2 separate regions of the Mus musculus genome follow, and region 2 is linked to region 1. A link is a contact called in public HiChIP or PLAC-seq data. All regions are on one chromosome and are shown on one strand. Each heading gives the region's core, a stretch centred on a gene start, on an enhancer-like site or on the middle of the called end of the contact. The rest is flanking DNA. Distances are from core to core; before and after follow the strand shown.

Region 1 (5,652 bases), core at 1,368-3,867:
ACTCACTGTGTAGCCAGGCTGGTTTCAAAGCTACTATGTAGCTCGAGCTGGCCTCTGGTTATGGAGTGCTGGGATTACAGACCTGCACCACCACAGACACTGTTCCAGCTTGCCAAGATGTTTCCTGTACATACATAGTGCCACCTGCCTGCCCCTGGCCTGTCATACTGCTGGACACTGCCCAAGTCTGGTCTTGATATTACCTGATGCCTGGGATACTGCGACTCTAGGTCCCTAGGATGGCAGTCAGCACAGAGTCAGCGGCCTCCCTTCTTGTGCTCCCTGGCCCCTGAAGGTGTCTTTTTTTTTTTTTTTTAAGATTTATTTATTTATTATATGTAAGTACACTGTAGCTGTCTTCAGACACACCAGAAGAGGACGTCAGATCTTGTTACGGATGGTTGTGAGCCACCATGTGGTTGCTGGGACTTGAACACTGGACCTTTGGAAGAGTAGTCGGGTACTCTTACCCACTGAGCCATCTCACCAGCCCTGAAGGTGTCTTAAAGGCTAAACGAGTCTCAACCAAATATGAGAAGACCCTTTGCTCAGAGCCTCAGGATTTACCACACCATCCCTGAGAGTCTGTGGATAGCTGGTTCCACATAACGACCAATGAGGATGTCACACATTCTAGCATTCTGGCTTTATTCCTAAGGAAGAGTTATAATAAATGAACTACCCAGTATATTCCTTATTGTAACTGTTAATGTGGTCATGTATGTGTGTGTGTGCCTTTGTGTGTGCATGTGCATGCATGCATGTATTAGTGTGTGTGTGGTATGTGGTATGTATGTGGAATGTGGTGGTCTGAGGGAGAAATGTCCTCCATAGGCTCAGGTATTTAGATGCTTGGTCCCCAGTTGCTTGACTGTTTGGGGAGGCTCTGGAACCTGTAGGCTTTCTGGTGGATGTCCATTAGTGAGAGAGAGTGGGTGTTGGGAGTTTCTAACCTCACTCGCAGTGTGCTCTTCTTGCTTTGTAGTTACTGTTGAAGATGCGATTTCTCCACTTCCTGATCCTGCTGCCATGTCTGCTGCTTCTGCCACCGCTCCCTGCCAGGATGGACTCCAGCCCTCCAGGATCATATGCTTAAACAACCCTTCCTTCTATAAGTTGCCCTTGTGGTCCTTTTTATCCCAACAACAAAAGGTACTGATAATAGCATTACCATACAGAATAGTATTAGTCCTTAGCGGGTTTTTGTTGTTGTTATTTGGTTTTGTTTTTCAAGACAAGGTTTTTCTATGTAGCCCTGGATGCCCTGGAACTCACTCTGTAGACCAAGCTAGCCTTGAACTTGAAGATCTGCCTCCCTCTGCTTCCTGGGTTCTGGGATAAAAGACATACACCACCATGCCTGGCTAGTCCTTGGTAATTATGATGGATGCAGTTTAAGGCCCAGAGTGCAAACTAGCAAGAAGCTGCTCAGATGTAAAGAAGTGTTTGGTATCAAGGTGACCAAGGTGAGTTTGTATTGTCAGCTTTGCTAGATTTAGAATCACCTAGGAGATGACCCTTTGGGTGTGTCTATGGAGGTATCTCCAGAGTTAAGAGTGGACCGAAGAGATCCTGAATTTGGGTGGCACCTTCCATGGGTTGAGGTCCTAGACTGAACAAAAAAGGGGACGTGTCATTCTGCTGCGAGCTGCCTCCTGCCTCACCCATAGGTCTTCCCACCATGACGGTATCCTAGAGCATCGAGGACTCCACACCTCAGACAGCAAGGTGAAATTGCAAACACTCCCTCCACCCCCGAAGTCAAAGGGTCTCCTGGCTGCACAGTGCCCTTAAGTGAGACACATCATGGTCTGCCTCCTATTTCTGCTAACACACATGCTTTCTGGGTTTGTCAACTGTCAGTGTGAAGGACAGTCTTCCCAGCCAGTCCATCATCCTTTACCCCTGACCTCCATCCTGGCTGGTACCCTGGCACCTCCTGCAGGTGTGGGGAGAGAGAGCACTGTGGTTGGGTGAGTGGATGGCATAGGTCATCTCAGGGCAAATCCCTGGCTTGCTGCATTCCTCAGGTCTCTCGCAGGATGCTGTAAACTCAGTGTAACACTGTCCAGGTCATCCCAGATCTCTGCAAATGACCATCAAGATTTGGGGTAGTATTACTTGGGCAGGTCAGTAGCTTCTTCCCACGTGGTTCGCAAGGGGCAGCCTGGGACCAGGGCACAGTCTCATGGTCCCAGCATAACTGATAGTTATGAAGAAAGAACAAACCACAGAGTGGGTGTGTCCTCCCCTTCCCACTGCTACAGTTCAGGCAAGGCCTGTGTTCCCTACCACCAGTCCTGCTTGCTCCAGTCCAGGTCCCACGCTGTGAAGGCTTTGCTCCAGGAGGACTGGCAGCATCACCGTCCAATATTTAACACCATTGCTTGACCCCAGAGGGCTTCCCACTGGCTGCTGCTACACAGGCCACACTCTGTCCTGACAGTTTGCCCTTGTTCTGCTGCACGTCCTCAGAATGAGAGCCTCCCCAGTTCCAGGTAAAAAACCCCGCTTTTCACCCCTGTTGCTTTCTGTCCATCTATGACCACCAGGGGGCGCTATTGTGAGGCTCTGTGGTGCCCCATGGGGCGCTGTACCTTCCTAGAGAGCTGCTTTCCCATGCTCCTGGTGTTGACTGGGTCATCCTTAGACATCTGGCCGCTGGAGGGCGGTAGAGAGTGGGGTGCTCAGGTGACTCCAGAAACACCCAACACATCACTGGCAGGGATGAGAGGCTTGGCTCTGCGCCCCCCCCTTTTCCCTCCATACACACGGTGCTGGCTCCACTATCTTCCTTAGTTGTCTTCCTACTTGATCCATACCACTCTTATCTTAACCCCATTAGCTATCTTCATTTTCAGTACCTTGTTTATTAAGCAATGTTGGAACTTAAAAAACAAACTTAACAACTGTTCCACCATTAAGTTAAACCCTGGCCTCCCTGCTTCACACTTAAAAGTACACCTGCCACTGGGCCACTAAGGCCCACATTGCTAATTCAGGCTGATCTTCTGCTTCACGGCCTTAAGTTAACTACATTTACAAAGACCCCGTCAACCCCCCAGCAATGTAACAGTCCAGGCCTTTCTGAAGGGTACCATTCAGCTCACTGCAGTCTCCCGTATGAGGCAGCTCAGAACTGGTCCTCAGATCCACATGAAAGGCAGAAGACTTCCCAAACCCAGCACACCATCTAAAGCATGGGCAGGAATGGCATTTAGGGAAACCCCTCAGCTTAGACCACAAGGGAATTCTGGAGATCTGGGCTCGTTCAGGGCTATTAATCAGGGCTGGGTGGATTATGCTGTAGTAACAGCATGCAATCCCAACACCTCAGTGGTCTTATTCAATTCCAGCCTGAGTCAGGGCTCTCTTCTGGTCGTTCCTCCTTCCAGGGCTTGGTTGATTAAGCAGCCACCGTCCCAGAAACACTCTGGCCTTAGTGTCAAAAAGAGACAACAATAACAAAACACAATTGTGGTGACTTAAAAACCCATGACAGTTCTCATTTTGTCCTGTTTGCCCATAGTACACACCTGTCGGGACTGGCTGTCTAGTCACACTAGGACAGCGGTTCTCAACCTGAGGATCATGACTCCTTTGGGTTGAATGGCCCTTCCACAGAGGTCACATATCAGATATCCTGCATAACAGATGTTTGCATCACCACTTATAACAGTAGCAAAGTTACAGCTATGAAGTAACAACAAAGTAACTTTATGCTTGGGAGTCCCCACAACCTGAGGAGCTGGAATAGAGAGCTGCAGGGTTAGGAAGGGTGAGAACCACTGCCCCAGACGCACGGGTACATGAATGTGCATTTTTCAGACAGCAACACAGGTTTAGGAAGCACTGGATCAGATACAATTGTAATGCGTCATCTGACGATGTCACCTATGTCCTTACCTTTCTCACTTGGGTCAGTTCACCAATCAGGGCACTGGCTAAAAAACGAAATTTCAACAAATGTACTTGACAGACTGTCTTAGTTAAGGATTGTATTGCCGTAAACAGACACCATGACCAAGGCAACTCTTATAAAGGACAACACTTAATTGGGGCTGGCTTATTGGTTCTGAGGTTCAGTTGTTTATCATCATGGCAGGAAGCATGGGCAGACATGGCACTGGAGATGCTGAGAGTTCTATATCTTGTTCTGAAGGCAGACAGGAGAAATTGGCTTCCAGGCAGCTAGGAGGAGGGTCCCCCCTAATGACATATTTCCTCCAACAAGGCTACACCTACTCCAACAAGACCATACCTCCTAATAGTGCCTTTCCTGGGACCAAGCATATACCAACCAGCACACAGACCTAATTGGCTTTAATAATGCTGCATCAAGCAGGCAGCAATGTGCTCCAATAGAGGATGTTCCACTTACTAGTGAGGCTTTGTAACACAGCTCGGGCAGGAACAGGAAACAGAACAACAGCAAGGCAACTGCTTAAATCAGGCCAGGGTAAAGTAAGGGACTGTTTATCACGACAGCTCAGAGGCATCCTCTCTGGAGAGCTGCTCTGACATGCTGGCAGTGAGGCAATCCAGTCTGTGTGGGGCTCTCTGCTTGCTTGGTTTCTATTCAGTTGTATGGCTCTTGGTCTGGTCTATTGGATGACCCACTATACATCTTAATCAATAACACTGGGTGGAGGCCAGGCAGCTGGAGACTCACAGCCACTCCATTTGTTAGGGCACCCATGTCATGACTGCTGTGACAGTGGTTATTGGCTTGTGCTGAAAGATGCTGGGCCAGGCCCACGGCATGAAACATAAGCAGCCGTGGGTTAAGCCTGGGACATGCGTGGGCCCAAGAAGGTGACCTTGGGGACACCCCACACAGGAAGGAACCCAAACATGAGCAAAGTCAGCAATGCCCTCTCCTGAGGATGTCCCTCTGTCCTTTGTAAGTGACCTCATGCTGGATCCCACCAGGGATCACATATCAGGAAGCCATTTAGCCCTCAATGCTTTTCTGGGGAGAGAGAGTAAAGGCAGGGAGATGTGGCTTTTACTGATCACCCACCTAACACTGGTCCCCTGGGCCACCAGGATCCATTCAACAAAATCAAGATAAACTGGATGTTGCCATCCAAAAGGAGACAGCTGGGGCGGGAAGGAGAAAGGAAAGCAACCACAGGAAGTCTCCGCAGGGACAAGAAAATGACGACCATGGTGAAGAAGGGGTAAAGGGATCCGTATTTGGCCTTAACCATGGGCTCTCCCTAATTTTAGGTAGCATCGAATGTGACCAAATTAAGATAATCTTGGTGGTACAGGCCTGTAATCCTGGCTCCTCTGGATCCTGAGGCAGGAGGATTACCAAGTACAAATTTACCTGGGCAACTTCGGTGAAACCTGGAGAGGTGGTTCAGAGGTTAAGCAAGAGGACCTGAGTTCAGTGAGGTGGGGGTGCAAGCTGACAGCCTCATGTTTTGCTTGAGACAGCTCTCCAGATAGCTCTGTTCTTGCTAGAAAAAAAATTCTAAAAGAGCTGTGTTCGCTCTCCAAGCAGATCTCTCTGGGTAGCTATCTCTTGCAGACCAAAGCCCATGTATGGGCTTTTATTTATGTATTAATTCAATAGTCCACCCCAGTTTCCCTTTTGATTATCCCATGAATCAACACTTTATGTCCCTATCCCCTTGATTCTTA
Region 2 (5,652 bases), core at 2,328-4,827, 500 kb before region 1:
CAGAGGGTGAAGAGCCAACACACCAAGGTACAGAGAGCAGGAGGGATGGGAGGCAGCCTGCTGGTCCATCCAGGCTGGGGGTGGTACAGAGGTGACAGTTCCAGGGCTGACTGGGACTGAGGACCAGAAGCAGGTTGGTCCCAAATCTATGCCTGCCTCCACCAGTGTGCAGAGCCATCACACCAACGCTGGAAACACACTGGAGCCATCTTGCTTAAGCTTTTGTTTTGTTTTGTTTTTGTTGTTGTTGTTGTTGAGGTCTGGCTGATGCACGACAAGCAGCACATATTTAAAATGCATACTTTGAGAGGTCTTGGCCTCTGAACACACCCTTGAAGTTGGCGTGTGACAAAGAATCTATCTCTATTCCCCCCTCCTTGGGCCTCTCTGAGATCCTTCCCTCTGCCTTAGATACCCAGTTTGACTCCTAACCGCAGGTCACTGATCTGCCTTTTGATACTGTAGACTCATACTATAGAATGCTGGGTGTAAGCCATGGCACAGGACAGCCCTTTTTTGGCTGGCATGATTATTGTGAGATTCATCCAGGCAATGCTTGTCTGCATATCATTCCACTGTGTTAACAGCTCATAGCTTGTCTTTTCAATGAAGGAGGATGTGCGGGCTGTTTGTGTTTGGTGCCATTCCAGACAAAGCCTTTCCGAGTGTTTGTGTGTGAGTCTTTGAATGGTCACATGCTCATTTCTCTTGGATAAACCTTCAGCATGCAATAGCTGGGCCATCTGGTAGGTCTGATTGTTTTGGTCCCTAAATACTGAAAACAATCCAGCCAAACTTTCTACCCTTGTCTTTCCTGCCTCAAGGCAGATATAGACCTCCTCCCACCTTGGTTGCTAAGCTCTGAGAGCATCAGTAGATTTTATATATAGAGAGAGAATTTATGAGCCTGGCTTGTAGTCTGGAGAGCTAGCTCAACAGCCGCTGTGGTGTGACAGAAAGGCTGAGAATCTGGTTCAGTCCTCAAGGCTGTTTCCCTTGGCCTAGAGCCCTGAAGAGCCTCCGGTTTGCCCTGGAATCCTGATGAAATAGGTTTAACACTGGCCACACCCCAGGATAGATGAACTTTCCAGGAAAGTAAGGGCAAGTAAGCAAACAACAAAGCTTCCTTCTCCACAACCTTTTATCTGGGCTGCACCAAAAGGTCTGGACCAGACTGAAGGTGGGCTTTCCTATTTCAAATAATATGCTTAAGAAAAGCCTTCACAGGTGTGCCAAGCCACTTGGGTTTAGTTGATTCCAGATGTAGTCATGGTGACAACCAAGATGGCCAAGACAGCTACACCTATGGCGGACTGGCTTCATTAGAATCTTCCTTGGTGTTTTTCTGCCCTCTCCCCACTTTGTCTTCTGTCTTACTCGTCCAGTGAAAATGTCCAACTTTGTGACATCGATATCGACAGACAATGAAGAAGGCTGAGCTCGGATTGTTTGTATAGCTAAACGTTTATTGGTCTCACGTCTTCATTGATCTTCATTTTGATTCGCTGAGAGAGGCACAGCTGAGAACTTTCCTTGATGTTCCTATTGGCTCTGGTCCTTCCTGTCCACTTGTGTCGACTAAGGCCTGGCACTTCCTGCTAGGTCTGTCACTGCCGATGCTACCCCAACATTACCAGATTGGACTACTGGTATACCCGTAAAGCAAGTGGATCGAGCTGTCGTTGCCCACCTGTGAACTAAACGACTAGTTTCCTGAGGACACAGATGAGATTTACTACAAAGAACAATTTCTGAACAGGTCCATGTCCCCCGCCCCCATTTCCTTTCTTCTCCACTACCTCTGGTAGATGATGGGCTACTAGGGAGGTTAAAACATTTAAGATCCATCATTAAAAATGACATTAAAAATTAAAATGATAACAGAGACTTTTAGGTTAAGTTGTCAGGTTGATAAAGTTTTAAATTGCATGGCTCATGCTTGGTATCATGGCTAAGAAACCCTGCCTCTCAGGAGAGCACCAGGTTTTCTTGTGTGGTTCTACAAGGGTTTCATGGTTTTGTTTTTATACTTAGTATTTTTGGTTGGCTTTGTGATTATTTTTTGAGCCGTGGCTGGCATGCTATTCACGTTGTAGCCCATGCAGGCCTTGGACTCTCTGCAATCCTCCTGCCTTAACCTTCTCAGTGCCTGGGTTACAGAACGCGCTGCCACGTTCCGCCAAGACTTTGGCTTTGCAATCAGCATTTTTCCTTTGAGTTTGGTTGTTTACTTGTGTGAAACATTGGTTAGCTACATAGCTCAGACTGGCCTTGAACTCATGATTCTCCTGTGTCTGCCTCCCGAGTGTCAGGGTTACAGGCATGTGCCACTATTCTGCTTATATTTAGGTTTTGACCCATTTCGAGTTTGTTTTGTGTATGTCAAAAGCTGTGGAAGGTTGTGAACTCACCCGCATGAGTGTCCAGCTGCCTCTCCCCATTTGCCCACTGCCTTCTGTGCTGAATTGCACTTGAACCTTTGTAAATGCTCGGTTATACATTGTCACATTCATCTCCTGTACCTACTGTGACAAACTTCTACAAACTTGGTGGCCTAAGGAACAGGCCTCGTTTCTTAGTAAAGACTAAACCTCTCCTAGTTTTGGTGCCAGAAGAGCGACCTCAAAGAAGGGCCTCCAGGTTTCTGGAGGAAGGTAGGGTATATGCCCACTCCCTTCCCTGTGTCCCTGTGAGGGATGTGCCCCCCTTCCCTCCCCCCTTCCCTGCGTCCCTCTGGGGGATACGCCTCCTTCCCTGTGGCTTATCAGAGTCTGCCTCTGAGCAGCCGAGCAGAGCTGAGGTCTTTCTTCATGATGAGTGCATACTTCATGAGGACAGAAACCAGATCTTACTCGTCTCTGCTTCTCAACCCACAGTGGCTTGAGAGATGCACAGCTGGTCTGTAGAATGAATGAGCAGAAGAGGAGGCACCACCAGTATTCTGGGAAAGACTTCGCACATCATGCAAAAGTTGAAAGGGATGGAAGCCGGACATGGTGCAGGTTTGGGAGGTGGAGATGGAGCCCCGTAGCTCACTGACCAGCATATTAAACTGATGTCATCAAGCTCTGAACTTTGAACCTGGAGAGGAAACTTTCAGTGTGTTCGCTAAAGAAGGTTCAGAGCATGAACACAGCACGAGGTTATATGCACAAGGACCACCTGGGAAAAACAGGAGTTATCACAGCTGACCACACCCATGCACAGATGTACAAGTGTGCAAATACCAGGCTTGTAGAGTTGCACCTCAGACCTGGTGGGTTCAAACACACACACACACACACACACACACACACACACACACACACACACTCTTGCAACGTAGCTGTCTGTGATACTATGAGTCAAAGTGCAGGTGGCCAGAAGCCTAAGCAAACATGTGAGCTGCCTCCTAACAAGGAAAGGAAAACAGGAAATGGATGCTGTGCAGCCTCTCCTCTCTCCTTCCTTCCCCCGTCTTCCAGATAGCAGCCCAGACAACAGGCTACAAACAACACCCTGGCAGCCATTGCATCTCACGATGCTCCAAGGGAGTAGGAAACAAGTTGGTTCCCAGAATGCTTTGCAAAGGCTCTGCATTGGACTATATAGAGGCCTCAGGGGAGTGGGGCTGCCTGGGTACTAATCCTGGGCTGGGCCCCTACAGCAGCTTGGCTAGTTCTGGCCTCCTGCTTGGTGTTTAAGTTTTGCCTGGACCTTGTTTGTTATCAGGCCTCCCACAATGAACTGAGTATCTTTTTAGGGGTGACCATGCCTCCCCTGAGCTCTTCCAGGAGGAGTCAGGCTTGTTTTCTCTTAGTCTTCACAGCACCCGAAGCTAGAGTGATTTTCAGCTGGGTTTCTGTCCGTGGGCCATTCCTTCCTCTCTGCAGATCTTTTAGGAACTCCTATCTGCTCAGGGCTTCCCACATGGGGCTGTGATGAACTTCTAGACTCTGGGTCTCAATCCGTGGCTGGCTCTGACTCGTACTCAATCCTAGCTGTAGCACCCAAGGGTCACTCCTCTCGGGTTTCGGGGCATATCAGCATCACCAGGGAATCGGTGAGAACCCGAGATTTCCTCAATAATTCATACCCCATGTCCCTCCTCCTGCAACATCACGTGGATCTGAACAAAGGCAGTGAACATTATCCAGCAGTAACCTAATCTCCTGGGTCGTTTACCAACAACACTCAGAGTGATCTCAAGGATTACCTTGGACTCTGGCCAGCACCTGGGAGACTGGGCCTAACTGAAGGCCAAATGGCCCAGGGTGCCAAGTAAGCCAACAGTGAGTTCCACTGAGGGGAGCTGGAAAATAAGCAAGCAAAAGATGTCTGGGAACTGCGGCTGTGGAGGCCTGTGTAGACTTCCATCCCACTAGCTGGAGCAGTGAAGCTGGGGCACCCCGTTCTCCACAAGGTCTCTGGTCTTGTCTACAGTTTGCCCCAGCAGAGCCAAACTGCAAGCCCATTGCTTGTTGGCACACACCTTCTCTGTACTGAGACTGCCACTGCACAGCAGGGGGAAAGGAGGTAGGAGCTCACCTCTGGATCATAAGGGATACAGACCAATAGTTTCTGGCATGACTGCTACAGGACACAGCAGAGATGTGCCCAGTGTGCATGGAACCAAGAAAAAAACATCAAACTGGAAGTTCTGGTGATGGAAGGTTCTCTGGAGGCTTTGGCCTGGAACTGGGTGTTAGAGGGTAAACAGGATTCTGGGGGCAAGAAAGCAGCTGGGATTTGGGGCAACGGGACAGCAAGCAACTTTGGGAAAGAAAGGGTTTATTTGGGTTACACGTCCACAGTACTGTCCTTCGTAGAGGGAAGCCAAGGCAGAAACTCAAGAAGGAACCTAAAGCCAGACAAGCCTGCTTGCTATTCCACACACCATTTGCCTCTCCCCGAGAAAACTCCCGTCACAAAGTGACACAACAGGAACTGTGGAGCAGCTGCTGGCTGGCACTCAGGTGTATGCTCATCTAGCTTTCTCATACGGTTTAGGACCATCTGCTTGCGGGATGGTGCTACCCACAGAAGACTGGGCCATTCTACCCAGTGAACAATCCCTGCCTCCAGACGTGCCCACGGGCCATTATGAGAGGCAATTCCTTGATTGAAATTCTCTTCCTAGATAAATTCTAGGTTCTGTCAATTTGGCAGTTAAAGCTGACTAGCTAGGATGAACTCATTCATGTACATAGGTATGTATGTATGTATGTATGTATGTATGTATGTATGTATGTATATTTTCTCAGAATAGCCCAGGCTAGCCTTGAACTCATTGGGTAGCTGAAGATATTTTTGACCTTCTGGTCCTCCTGCCTCCACCTCCCAAGTGCTGGGCCTGCAGGCTTGTGACACCACAGTTGGTTTATACGGCACTGGGAATCAAATCCAGGGCGTCATGCATTCTAAGCGAGTAATCCACTAAATAAATAAGTTAATCCTCAGCCTGGGCTCTCTTGTAAATGAGAGACACTCAGCTCAGACCAGGTTAAACAACCCAGAGAACTACAAGTCTCCATAACACGGGGGAGCCATCCTTGGGCTCACACTTGGCATTTGGATTCGCCATTCTCACCTTTCTCTCTGCGGCCTCTTACTCTGTGTGATCCATGTTCTCCTCTAGCCTCAGAGCTTCCTCAGTGTTCTGTGAGAGCAGTG

The links. HiChIP or PLAC-seq counts read pairs in DNA pulled down with a chosen protein or histone mark.
Region 2: a contact with region 1 is called in an HNF4G HiChIP or PLAC-seq map of pancreatic cancer cells. The contact joins two enhancer-like sites. A contact is called at or near these places in 4 of 484 Hi-C or Micro-C datasets (the 63-12 cell line, CD4 T cells, LSK cells and 1 more), 2 of 115 datasets of contacts at active chromatin or transcription factors (double positive thymocytes and pancreatic cancer cells) and 1 of 9 other capture datasets (embryonic stem cells).

Annotation. Positions count from the first base shown.
Region 1 is chr1:191,285,921-191,291,572 of GRCm38.p6, reverse strand. No RefSeq gene overlaps it. Among named protein-coding and RNA genes, the nearest start is that of Nenf, 29 kb to the left of the region's middle. Within about 2 kb of position 2,617, at least 14 of the 459 cell types and tissues checked have an H3K27ac peak or open chromatin away from gene starts, as enhancers often do. A contact at or near this core is called in pancreatic cancer cells, where this site is marked.
Region 2 is chr1:191,791,741-191,797,392 of GRCm38.p6, reverse strand. No RefSeq gene overlaps it. Among named protein-coding and RNA genes, the nearest start is that of Gm26203, 22 kb to the right of the region's middle. Within about 2 kb of position 3,577, at least 37 of the 459 cell types and tissues checked have an H3K27ac peak or open chromatin away from gene starts, as enhancers often do. A contact at or near this core is called in pancreatic cancer cells, where this site is marked.